Linked DNA regions of Anas platyrhynchos: region 2 is linked to region 1. A link is a contact called in public Hi-C data. All regions are on one chromosome and are shown on one strand. The core of a region is the stretch at or near the end of the contact, and the rest is flanking DNA. Distances in the headings are between cores, read along the strand shown.

The links. Hi-C and Micro-C count contacts between places; a contact is called where the count stands out from the background.
Region 2: a Hi-C map of F5 follicle shows a contact between it and region 1, with 2.7 times the contacts expected there. The contact joins the enhancer-like site here to the promoter of MAPK1 in region 1. A contact is called at or near these places in 2 of 8 Hi-C or Micro-C datasets (F5 follicle and skeletal muscle).

What each region holds. Positions count from the first base shown.
Region 1 is chr16:10,112,835-10,118,471 of IASCAAS_PekinDuck_T2T, forward strand. MAPK1 (mitogen-activated protein kinase 1) reads left to right here and starts at 1,978. Exons shown (of 8, transcript NM_001310807.3): 1 at 1,978-2,137. The coding sequence starts at 1,995.
Region 2 is chr16:10,155,993-10,161,850 of IASCAAS_PekinDuck_T2T, forward strand. LOC106017615 (a long non-coding RNA gene) reads right to left here. Exons shown (of 5, transcript XR_002402937.4): 3 at 4,057-4,232. Among named protein-coding and RNA genes, the nearest start is that of YPEL1, 13 kb to the right of the region's middle. Within about 2 kb of position 1,294, at least 3 of the 8 cell types and tissues checked have an H3K27ac peak or open chromatin away from gene starts, as enhancers often do. A contact at or near this core is called in F5 follicle, where this site is marked.

The sequences.
Region 1 (5,637 bases), core at 728-3,227:
GAACATATTTGAACACAACATTCAAAGGTGCTGATGGTCTTTCCACAATTTCCTGGCCTGCCTGGGTGGTTTTCTTTTTGTTCTGATGCATCTTTGTGAAGGTAGAAAATAATGTAGATTCACACCAGTTTTTAATTAAATTTTGCTATGACAGGTTGTGTTTAAACTAGATTCCCTATAATCATTTGTTTTGCATTTGCTGATGACAGATTTATTTATGTAAGAAATCAGAACTGTAACCATAATTTCATTTTTGGAGTTGAGAACCTTTTAAATCTTACTTTACTTGTTTTCAGAAAATTTAAACATTTATTCACATTTACTGCTGTCTAAAATTTCTGAGAAAAATAATGCTGGGTTTCTAAAGTACAGAACGCATCGTGAAAAGGATGCAAGGAAAAATAAATGGAAAGCACTCTCCCCCTCAAATACACAACAAAAAAGCTGTGTAGCTCAATGTCTGTTAAATACACGGAGGAGTTTATTAGATTTGTTGGCCATCCCTGACAGCTTTCACTCTATCAAACTGAAGCCCTGACCTGCGGGGCAGGGCTGCGTTAAGGGGAGACCTTGGGCTGCAGATGGCCAACCAGCTGCACAATGAAACCCGTGAATTCCCTCGGCTTCTGGTCAAACTGAGCCTGATGCTTTGGGGGATGCTAATAAGTTGTAATCTGGAGAATGTACAGTATCTGGAGCCTGCTACAGCAAATTGCAAGTGTTTGGTCAGGAGGTGATGCCTCAGGTGCCTTCTGGCAGCTGGGAGGAGGAGGAGGGCGATGGCTGCACCCACAGGGGTGCCAGAAGGCAGAGAGGTGGGAGATGGCAATGGGAGGAATGTCAGCAGAAAGGGACTGCAGTGTCAGAGCTGAGAGAAACGTTGAAAAAGAGGACAAAGTACGAGCTGTGAGAACCTCAGAGGAGCTGGACCGTCAGCTAACAGCTGCTGGGCGAGTGCTGTCAGTGGGGAATGCAGAGCTGGTGCCTGGGGATGGGGCAGGGGCTGGGCTCCTCAGGCAGGGTTTGGCCCTGGGGATGGTGTGTGTAGGTGCAGGCACACCAAGAGGCGTGAACGTATGTATTTGGGGGAATTTTGGAAGGAACGGGAGAGAGCACAGCTCGAGCAGCTCTAGTTAAATGAAGGAGCTGGGGGGTTTCACATCGGGGCTGCTTTTTGGCTTAAAAATCACTGTAATACGGGCTGGTTACGGAACTGCAGCGTGAAATCAGAGGAGTGAGCACCTCTGCGCTCAACTCCTGTCAGCTCCCGGCCCGGGGCAAGGCTGCTGGGGGCGAAGCGAGCCGTGAGGCAGCAGACAGGCGGAGGTCGCGGCGCCTTCCCCGCCCTGCACGGGCAGCCGGCAGCAACGAGCGCAGCTCGGTGTGAGCACGGCGCTAAGCAGCGCCTGCACAGCCGCGAACCCAGGGCAGGAGGCGCCGCAGCGAGCTCGGCCCCGCTGCCCCCGGGCCGGGCCGTGCCGGGCTCCATTTCCTGCCCCGCCGCCCCCTCACGCCTCTAATGGCGGCGGGCGGCCCGCAGCGCCGCCGCGCCCACCACGTGACCCGCCCGCCGCGCCCCCTCCCCAGCGGCTGCGGTTACCGCAGTCCCCGGCCCCGCCCCCCCGCCCCGCCCCGCCCCGTCCCCACCCAGCCCCGCCCCCATCGCCTCCAGGCCCCGCCCCCTTTGCTCGAGGCCCCGCCTCCCTCTCCCCCCCCCTCCCCCCCTCCCCCCCCGCCCCGCTCGATGCGCGCGCGCGCGGCCGGCGGCGTCTCCTCAGAGCGGCCGCGGCGGGCACGGCGCTGACGGGGCCCGGGGCCCGGCGGGCGCTGCTGCGGAGCGGGCGACGCCTCTCGTCCTCCCGGCCGCCCTCCGCCTCCTCCCGCGCCTCCTCCCCCGCCGCCTCGCCGCCTGCCGTCCCCCCTCCCGCCTCTCTTCCTCCTCCTCCCGTCCCCCCCCCGCGCCCGGTGCCCGCGGTTCCCGGCGCGGACACAACATGGCGGCGGTGTCGGGGGCCGCGGCCGCGGGCGGCTCCGCCAACGCCGGGGGCCCGGAGATGGTGCGGGGCCAGGTGTTCGACGTGGGGCCGCGCTACACCAACCTCTCCTACATCGGCGAGGGGGCCTACGGCATGGTGTGGTGAGTGCCGGCGGCGCGGCCCGGCCCGGCGGGGCAGCGCCCGAGCCCTCCCCTCCCCTCCCCTCCCTTCCCTTCCCTTCCCTTCGCCTCCTTCCCTTCCCTTCCCTTCCTTTCCGTTCCCTTCCCGTCCCTCGCGGCCCGCCCTGGCTGCGGGGAGCGGCCCCGGGGTAGCCCCGCGGCCCTGCCCCCCCCCCCCCCCCGCCATCGCCCCGCCGCCTCCCCCCCGCTCCCCGCCCGCCTCAGCGCGGCCGGGCCCGGCCCCAGCCCCAGCCCCGCGCTTCGGGGCCCGGCTCCGTGAGGGGCCCGTGGGGTGCTGCTGGGGTCCTGCACCTCGCCGTGTGCCCGCCCCAAAAAAAAGTCTGAGCCCCCCCCCAAAAAAAAATGGGGTCTGGGCGTGCTGCCCCTGTCGGGGCGCGGTGTGAGCTCCGCCCGGGCATTGTGTGCGGGCAGGTGGCACCGCGCCTCGGCCCCGCTGGGCTGCAGGGTGCCGGCAGAGCTGGTGCCGAGTCCCGCTAACGAGCAGCCTTAGGGAGCTAAAGGGGTGAGCTGCCAAATTCCGAAGGACGGCGGTGAGATGGTGGCGGTGGTTTTTTCCTTTTTTTTTTTTTCTTTTTTTTTTTTTTTTTAGTAGCCTAGATGTGCAGGGGTGAGCTGCGATGCTGCTGCAAGATAGCGTATCTACTGACTGGGTGATGCCTGGCGTGCGCGGTGATCTCGCCTCGGGTTCCTCGTTCCGTCCTCCTCAGTAGTTAAAGAAACTTAATTCTGCAGTTACTGGAGGAATTCAGAAAACTTTTTCTGATGTTGCTCTACCAACTTTGTTCCAACACTGCTGCTGTTCTTTCGGCACATTTTTTGAGGTGCTAAATGAGGTTTATGGGCCATGACTTCATGAAAGCTGTATCAGCATTAATTTCTCTCTCTGATGTTTAATCTTTTTGTACACCAGTACACTTCTCAACAAAGGCTCTTCACAGCCTTCAGCTATATGTTGCGGATTTTTATAGCTATAGGTTTTTGTGTATAGTCGCCGAATTGTGCTGGCCTGTTGAGATGAAGTCATCCTGCCTTTCAGAATGGAAGCTTTCATCTAGGCCCGAGCTTAGCTGAGAGATAAGCCTCTGTTAGAAAGTTCTGAGTCGTGGCCTTCACTTTTCTGCTGTGGGAACAACCTCCAAGGTATTAATCAGAAATGCTGTTAACAGGGTAAAAATTATTTTTGGTTTAGTGTTAGAAGTCACAACAACACATCCAGTCCAAAACTTGCGCTGATGAACCTTGTGGTGCAAATGTTGTTATTGTGTGCTTTATCACCCGAGCTAGCACAACTAAGCCAGTGCAGATAACCTCGGCGCTAACTGCGCTGGTTTACACTTGCAGCCTGATTTAGGAAAGTACACGGGAGCTTTCGATATGCGTGCTGTGCACCGTCCCGTTCGTATCAACGGGGTGTTAGAAAGCGGTAACACACAGGCATCATGTGAAAGCTGAAGTATTTCACCACCGATCACAGATTGCAAGAAGCAGCACCACGGCGGTGGATGCCCTTTTTTGGCATCACTATGCTGGTGAGCAGATAGAGGGAAAACAGGGTCACTTTCTTCCCCTCCAAATCATATGTTGCTCTGGTACTGAAACCGTTTTTACTCCCAACCTGCAGAAGGTTATCTGCTATTTAAAAACTTACTCCCATAAATCGTGTCTGCTTTGGATGCTGCATGTAGTTGCTTAAAAAAATACAAATCTCCAGTGTAATTGAAATACACATTTGGCTCCTGCATTTTCTCCTCTTAAGATACTAATTGGAAATACGAAGCTTGTTATGCTGTGCTCTTGATTATTGATCTCTGCCTTGGGTGTGAAATGACAGGGAACAAAGTCTCAGTTTATGCTGTGTACTCGATAAGGAAAGTGTTGGATGCACATGTTCTAGCTAAATGCCATAGCAACTGTAACGTGCTGTAGTGCATAGCACACAAGCAACTATGATTAAGTAGCTTTACTTACAGATCAGCGGGGTATAGCTTGTGCAGATTAATGCTGCCTGTTTCTTACCTTGCTTTGATTGCTAATGCAGTGAGCATCTGCAGAAGCATCTCCCTTTGGGGTGGGGGGTGGTAGAGGGCAAGCTGTCAGGGTGCAGGTGGAGACATTTCCCGCTAGTGTAAAATCCATTTAAATCTGTACACTTAAGTGAAGGACAGCAAAGCAGGCCTTAATGGCTTTCTTTTAGACCTTCAGCTAATGCGTGTGACTGGGGAGATGGGAGATGCTCGTTACTTACAAGTGCATTGTGCTGTAAGGCACAAGGTGGAAAACAAGTGACTTAACTCTTCAAATCCTTCACTCTCTTCCTTGTTTTTCCTAATGTGCATATTTCTGGATTATTGAATTAGGGAGTTTATAGCAAAATAAAAATATTTTAATTGTATTACTGCAAAAAAGGGCAAATGAAGTATTCTTAGGAGGCTGCTGTTACAGTCAGCCTTCCATTTTGATTTTGCAGCACTGAATAATGTTTGACAAATACTGATCAAAACCTAAAATAACAGCACAGGAAACAGGGAAATGTTGACTGAATACACTGCGCACGAGCGTTCTCTTATCTTATTTGAAAACCCGTAAAGGCGTTCAAGGATTTCTCTCCGTTTTCTCTATTGCATCGTCATTTTTAACCTAATTGGGTTTTCAGTTAGAGAATAAATAAAAAGCCTCAACAGAGCAATGTATTTACTGCTGTGCTGTGGTTGCACTGTGTCAGCAGAACAGCATATTACCAGGCAACCCCCCACCTTAGTGTCCTCCAGTGAAACTCTGCCAAAAACGTTCATCCTTTGGTGGAGGCTTGCATCTTACTCAGCACTTTTGCTGCTGGGCGTGAAGTGGTTAATTAGTGCATATCCATGCGAGCATCCCCTTCTGAACTGTTTTTTCGCTTTTGGTGTTTTTGCATGTGGAACTAGGGAATGAGCACAGTGCAAACCAAGCCTCAGCTGAAATCCTCAGCACTTTGTAGGACTGCAGGACATTCTTTGAGCAATTATTTAGTCATACTGTCATGTTTGTTGCTCTAAATTAATTTATCCACATACATGCAAATGTGTTTATTTTTTTCTTCTTTTCTTTTGTTAAGAGTTACTTTCAGGGGTTTTGGTGTGAAGTTCTTGTGACGTTCCCTTTCTTCCAGTGGTAGGGGATTATCGACCTGAGAGTCAGCTAGAAATGACTTTCATACTGAAAGTTTCACAACGCAAATACAAACTGTGAAAGGTTTCTGAAGCTGCCTCTTCCTCCCCATTTTTTTAAAGGAGGCCTGTTAGCAGGCTGTATTTTAAACACATTGAAACAGTGATAAAAATAGGATTGGATTTAGCCTTGTATTTCCAGCATGTATTGTTCTTTGTCTGTTTGGTTGGTGCTGTCTTGGCAAGATGACCACTTGATGGTTTAAAACAAGTCCTTTCTGGAAATAAATGGTTAATGGGAATGCAATAAGGATG
Region 2 (5,858 bases), core at 44-2,543, 42 kb after region 1:
TCTTCAGAAATGCTCCTCCACGTTTTTCCTCTTGAGAAAGGCCCAGGCTCAACACCAGCATCGTTAGAGCCAAGGATTATAAAACAGCAGAAGGGCTTTTTTCTCTGCTCGATTTTGGGATTCTGCTAAGCTACGCTCAGCCTTATTAGATCATGGCACTGTAAAAAGACTTGTGGAATGCTGCAACTGGTTTTGCTCACCAACTACTTAACTCCAGACCAGATGAGAACTCAGGCAATATGCAATGCATGGGAACTCTCTAGTCTTAAGTTCTGTCCCTCCTCACCCCTCAGTAGCGATTTTGCACTACTGGCTCTGCAAGTAAATCTGCCCTGGATAACTTTCCTTTAAAAGAGGGAAGGTTTGCTTTTCCTTTCTGGGTGCTCAAAAGGACAAGGTATTAAGATAGTTATCTCCCCACCACTTGCATCTGAGTACTAGTGTGTAGTACTCATCATACTGAAGTATCACTGTAAAAAAAAAAAAAAAAAAAAAAAAAAAAAAGTAGAAATAACAGGGGTGAAGAACTTGCTCTTTTCAACACGTATATTCCTCCTTGCTTTCAGAGTCTGTAGAAAAATACCTACTTTCAGTCATAACTGAATAGCTTTTCTGCATTGTGTGCACATTTTTCTCTGCTGTCTCCTACTCTTTAGATGTGACTTATTTTACTGCTAATGGTGTTACAAAAACTGTAGTACTACAGGTGTCATGTGGTAACTTGTAAATAAAATTACTGTAAACACATGGTCAAGTTATTTGTGGTGCTGCTCTGTAAACGTGTGATGTTACCTTAGCTCTAAATCTTAACTGCACTTTCCTGAAGGACCTGCACATTGCACTTAAAGCAGTCTGGTTCTAGTAACAAGTTCCAGGAAACTATGGCATGACAGCAATTATTTCTACACAGTGACTTTGCAACATAATTTTCTAGAAGACAGTAAATCAACACTTATGTCAAACTGATTGTCAGTGGAGCAATAATACATTTTAGGTAAATATCTCTAATAATTCACAAAGCAAGTGGAAAACAAAATTATTTATGGTTGGAAGCAGATAGGAAACTTGCTGTTGTAGGGTTTTGTCCTTGGAGCTTATCAGCTCCAGTAAAGGACTCTCTTCCTATCTAACTGAGAGACTGGTGGAAGAAGTGGTAGCATTCTGAGCTGTGTAGAGAAGACAAAGTGCTATGCTTTAGTTAAAAACATAAAAGATACGCTCCCCTGCTGCATTTTGTTCATGGTTGGTATGCAACAGTCAGAAATAGAGCACCAAGTGCTGGGTGGCTGGGTCCAGAGGTGTGCAGGAAGGAGGAAAGGTATGGCAGGCACTGCTAGGAGCTGATGGGGATGTGTTTATAAACAATATCCCCTTCTAGAAAGCAGTCCTGAGGTGATCTAATCAGCAGTCAGATGTTAAGTATTTCCAAGCAATTTGCCTTCCTGTATGCATGTGTTGTGGATGGCCTGTTCTTAGTACAGCAGTAGATAATATTTAAGGATTTTTGTGCCATTTCTTTGGGGGATGGATGCATCCCTTAGTCAATCCTACAGCATGCTTTAAGAAAACATTAAAATGGCTGAATTTCCTGGGGTGCTGCAGAGGTAAGAGATTTGCTGTTCCCAAATACCTGAGGCTGCAGTCAGTTGTCTTTTACATATCCAGGTAAAAAGTGTCTTTCTAAACCTTACCAGGGAAATAGGCCTTTTTAGAAAGGTATACCTGAGTTGGAAGGGGAAGCAGAGGGATCAGCTCTTTGAAATACATGGTCCTTGATGCTGTTCCTTCCATCACAGCATCCCTATGGAATCATCCCCTGCAGTTTTCTCTTCCATTTCCTTATTGCTTCATTTTTTTTTTCTTTTTTTTTTTTTTTTTTCTTTTCCTGTCAGTGCAGACTGAATGCTGTTTCTTTGTCTGTGAGTAATTAGATTTTCCTCTCTGCCACTATTTGCATTCACCTGGAAGCAGTATTCACTCCAGCTTTGATTTTGTAATCAATTATTATTATTTTCCTCTGAGGACAGTCAATAGATGATTTTCTTTTAAGGTAAAATGATGCTTCCTTGTGAGATGGTACTAGCCAAGGTTCTTAGTACCTTTGGCTATGCAGGCTTTGTTTTGTACAATGGACTTGACAGAGAGATATATCAAGAAGGGTTTTGCCTTCCTTGTGTATTGTGGTGATGGTCATTGAGTGTATTAATTTGAAAAAAAAATTTTTTAGCAAAATTAAGGTTTAGAAAATGTTTGGTGCATTCATTTTGAAAAAATAATTGTGCTAATGCTCTGCAGTGCAAGCACAGCTATTTGAAGGAATGGGCAACAGAGCTCTAGTGGCAATCATGCAGCACTTGCACAGCATGTAGTTTGGAGTTGTTTTGGAACTGCTCAGGAGGGGAAAAGCAGAAAAGAGTTGCAACTCTGGTGAGCCAAAAAACACAATGTGATGCTGTCTAATACTGTTAGCTATATTCAGAATTTAAATAGCACTAAGTATATGAGCAAAGAACAAGTAATTTCAAGATGTGGATATCCAATACTTTGGGCCAGACTTAAGACACTGCCAGCCATATTCTGTTGAAAGTGACTGTATTAATGCATTTATTTTAGACTATAGCTTCCCTTCATGTTTTTATTAAGTAATTAAGAATATTGCTTTCCTTTTACATCAGTCATTTAAAGTAGAGAGAAAGAAATGACCTTTCAGTGTTGCTTGTGTCTTTGAATGACTGGATATGCCAACGTTCCTGTTCCTTAGCTTTCAACTGCTCTTCACCTAATTCTTCACCTTATTCTTCCCTCTAAATATGCTTCTCTGCAGCTGTGACATACAGTCCTTGAGAGCCTGATTCTTTTTAAGGGATTTAGATTAATTAAGAAGCAAATACTTACCATGTGGAAACATTTCTCTGGAAACTGTTCCACTTAAGATGGATCAAACTGTTTCTCAAAGCAGGAGCTGTGACACTGTAGCTTGTGGCCTTTTACCTTAAGGGGCAATTGAGCCTATTTACAGCAAGCATATCAAACTAAATATTTAGTTCAGAGAATAAACATGCTCAAAATAAATGCAGTGCTTCTCAGAATAAAATATTATGCCCATGACAGCTATTGAATGGAATCTCTGACACACAAAAAGCAACCAAACTACAAACAAACAGGTACTAGAAAACAGAAATGTCTTAGGAGTAATCCTCTTGAGTGAATGAAATCCTTGTGTGTAACAGAGTTTGTCTGAAGGTGATGATTATAACCCAAGTGTTTTTGTGGGTAGAGGTGGGCAGCAACAATGAAGCTTGTGGCATTTCTTGTATAAACATTGCTATCTGCAAATTGCCACACACCTCCTCAAACAAAGATAGCAATTAATTAACCAAGAGAGGCTATTTCAGCTCTTAAATTGCTTATTCCAGATATTCGAGTATTACCGTGGCATTCATTTGCACTGAGAATGGATTCATGATGACATTTTTGTGTTAAAGCACTGAAATTTTGCATGTGTGTATTTTGTTTTTACTTAAATGTATGAATCACTTGAATGCCTAGTCATTTTCATTGTAGGAAAAAAAAAAAAAGACCACATTTCAGTGATCCTACATTGCTATTGCCTGCTAACCGTACTTGAATTTGGAGGAGGGAAAATCTTATTTGCTTTTCAAGTGCACACTTCTATGCCCTGGATTATTTTTAGAATCTTCAAGTAAACTAGTAATAATGACAAAATCACTATCTGGTCTGTTCAGGAATAATAAGTACATTTGTATACCCTTTGCAGCTACTTGTGTAGTGAGGAGCTAGCTAATATCTAAAAAGCCTGAAGAAAATGGATACATAAACCCAGCTTGTGCTCTCCTACAAACACAATCCCCATATCGTACTTGCAACTATACCACAGGCGGGCAGCTTCCAGAGATTGGTAGTCGGCAGATGTTATGATGCTATTGAGTGTTTTTTTCTGATGCCGTGGGGTTTTATTAGGTCAGTCCAAAAATATGACCACCCCAGTGCCCTGTCTCCCTCCCCAAGTAAGAGGTGGTGCCAGAGGTGCTTTACCTGGTGTGCCCTTCCAGAGATTTTACCGTTTTTCAATTTGTTGTCTCTTGTAATCCGTTGTTCTTCTTCAGTCCGTCCTGTTGGGAAGGCTTAAACATTGTCCTGGAATTGGATTAATGCCTGGCCTTAGCTGAAGAATGGGCACTCCAAAGGGGACGTGGGCCAGCAGTGGGTGCCTAGGGAGAATGTAAGAACAAGGCGAGTGTATTTTGCCAGAATGCTTTCTTGAACATGCAGAGTTTATTGCTCAGAAATGTTTTCCTATTTCATAGGTTTAATGAACTGTCTACTTAGAATTTTATTTGTATTTCTTATGGCTTAGCCAGTAATTATTTTGAGATCTTTTTGTAATTCTTTGCAGTTATATGATAGCTTTTGTCAAATGTATGTCAGGCTAACACAGATAATCATTGAAAAAATCAGGTTGGAAGGAACTTCTGAAGGTTATCTGGTCCAACCCCTGATGATCACAGTGAAGATGTGGTGACCTGCCTGCCTCTGGACTGCACAAGGCTGAAGAAGACCTACTCAGAAAGAGGAGGATTTTGTAGATCTTTAGTTCTTACTTGCTTGTGTGTTACACTGCTGATTTTTGCAGGTCTTAAGAAATACAGCAGCTGTTAGAGTCAGAGACTTGGGCATGGAATTTACCATTTCACTTTTATTTTTACCCATACTTCAGTCACGTTCACCTGTATGCTATACAGGGTGTTGCTCCTCACAACATTCTTTTTCTGTTTTGACTGGAAGACAGTGTTAGCAAAGAATGTCGTTTATGTTTGTACAGAGCCTTTAGCTACTGTGGAGATGCAAACAATAAGCCCCTCTGTGCTGTACAGGCTGCCCTTCCTGGCACCATCAAGGATGATCCTGGCTGGAGCACACAGGAGAAGGGTGCACCATCATAGTGTGTGCTGTTCCTGCTCTTGGGCTAGGATACCATTCTTCTTGGGCTACCCATTTGCACTTTTCAAGCACTGGGCTTTACACATAGACACAATCTATATTCTAGAAATTAAAAGCCATTTCATGTTACATTCATTATTCATTTTGTCTGTAACAGGGCTATAAGGTATCCAGAGAGCAAAAAAGAATGGAGATAAAATTGCCCTAGAAAAGACATAATAATATGTTTTATTCAGCCTCCCACTAGAAGCCTTGTCTCCATGAAAACCCTAATAAAAGCTGTTAAAGGAAAAGCATAACTATAGCTTAGACCTACGTACTTCAAAGCTCTCCTGCATATTCCAGGAATTGTAGAACTGTTGGACCTGTAATTGTGCCATCTGCTGGTGGAAAGTAGCTACGAATATCATTTATATAAATAACCTTGCTGAATGACTGTTAAACACGACTATTAAATAGCAAAAATTATGATGATAACACTTAAGGATGTTCTGAAAAAAAATTGTATAAATTCTGTAGAACTGTAGCTCCAATGGTTATCAAAGGCTAACCTAGCAACTGTTTAGGGTTCCGTTCACTTCAAAACGGTGAGTGAATGATTTATGTTCTTGTGTGGTGGTTTGTTGATTTGTTTTTTGGTGGTAGTCTTTTTTTTTTTTTTTTTTTTTTTTTAAGCAGGCAGAGTCATAATGTGTGTGCAGTATGACTGGTCAAGGTAGTAAATATGAGGATTAAAAGAAAATTTTGTGGGATGAGGACTGATTTGATCACTCCCCTCCCCCCCCCCCCCCTCCTTCCCCCCCTTTTTCTAGTTTCTGGTATAGGTCTAAGCAATTCCAACCACCTACGAATAAAGTATAACACTCTGTTAGGGAATGAGGCACAGAAGCATGGTG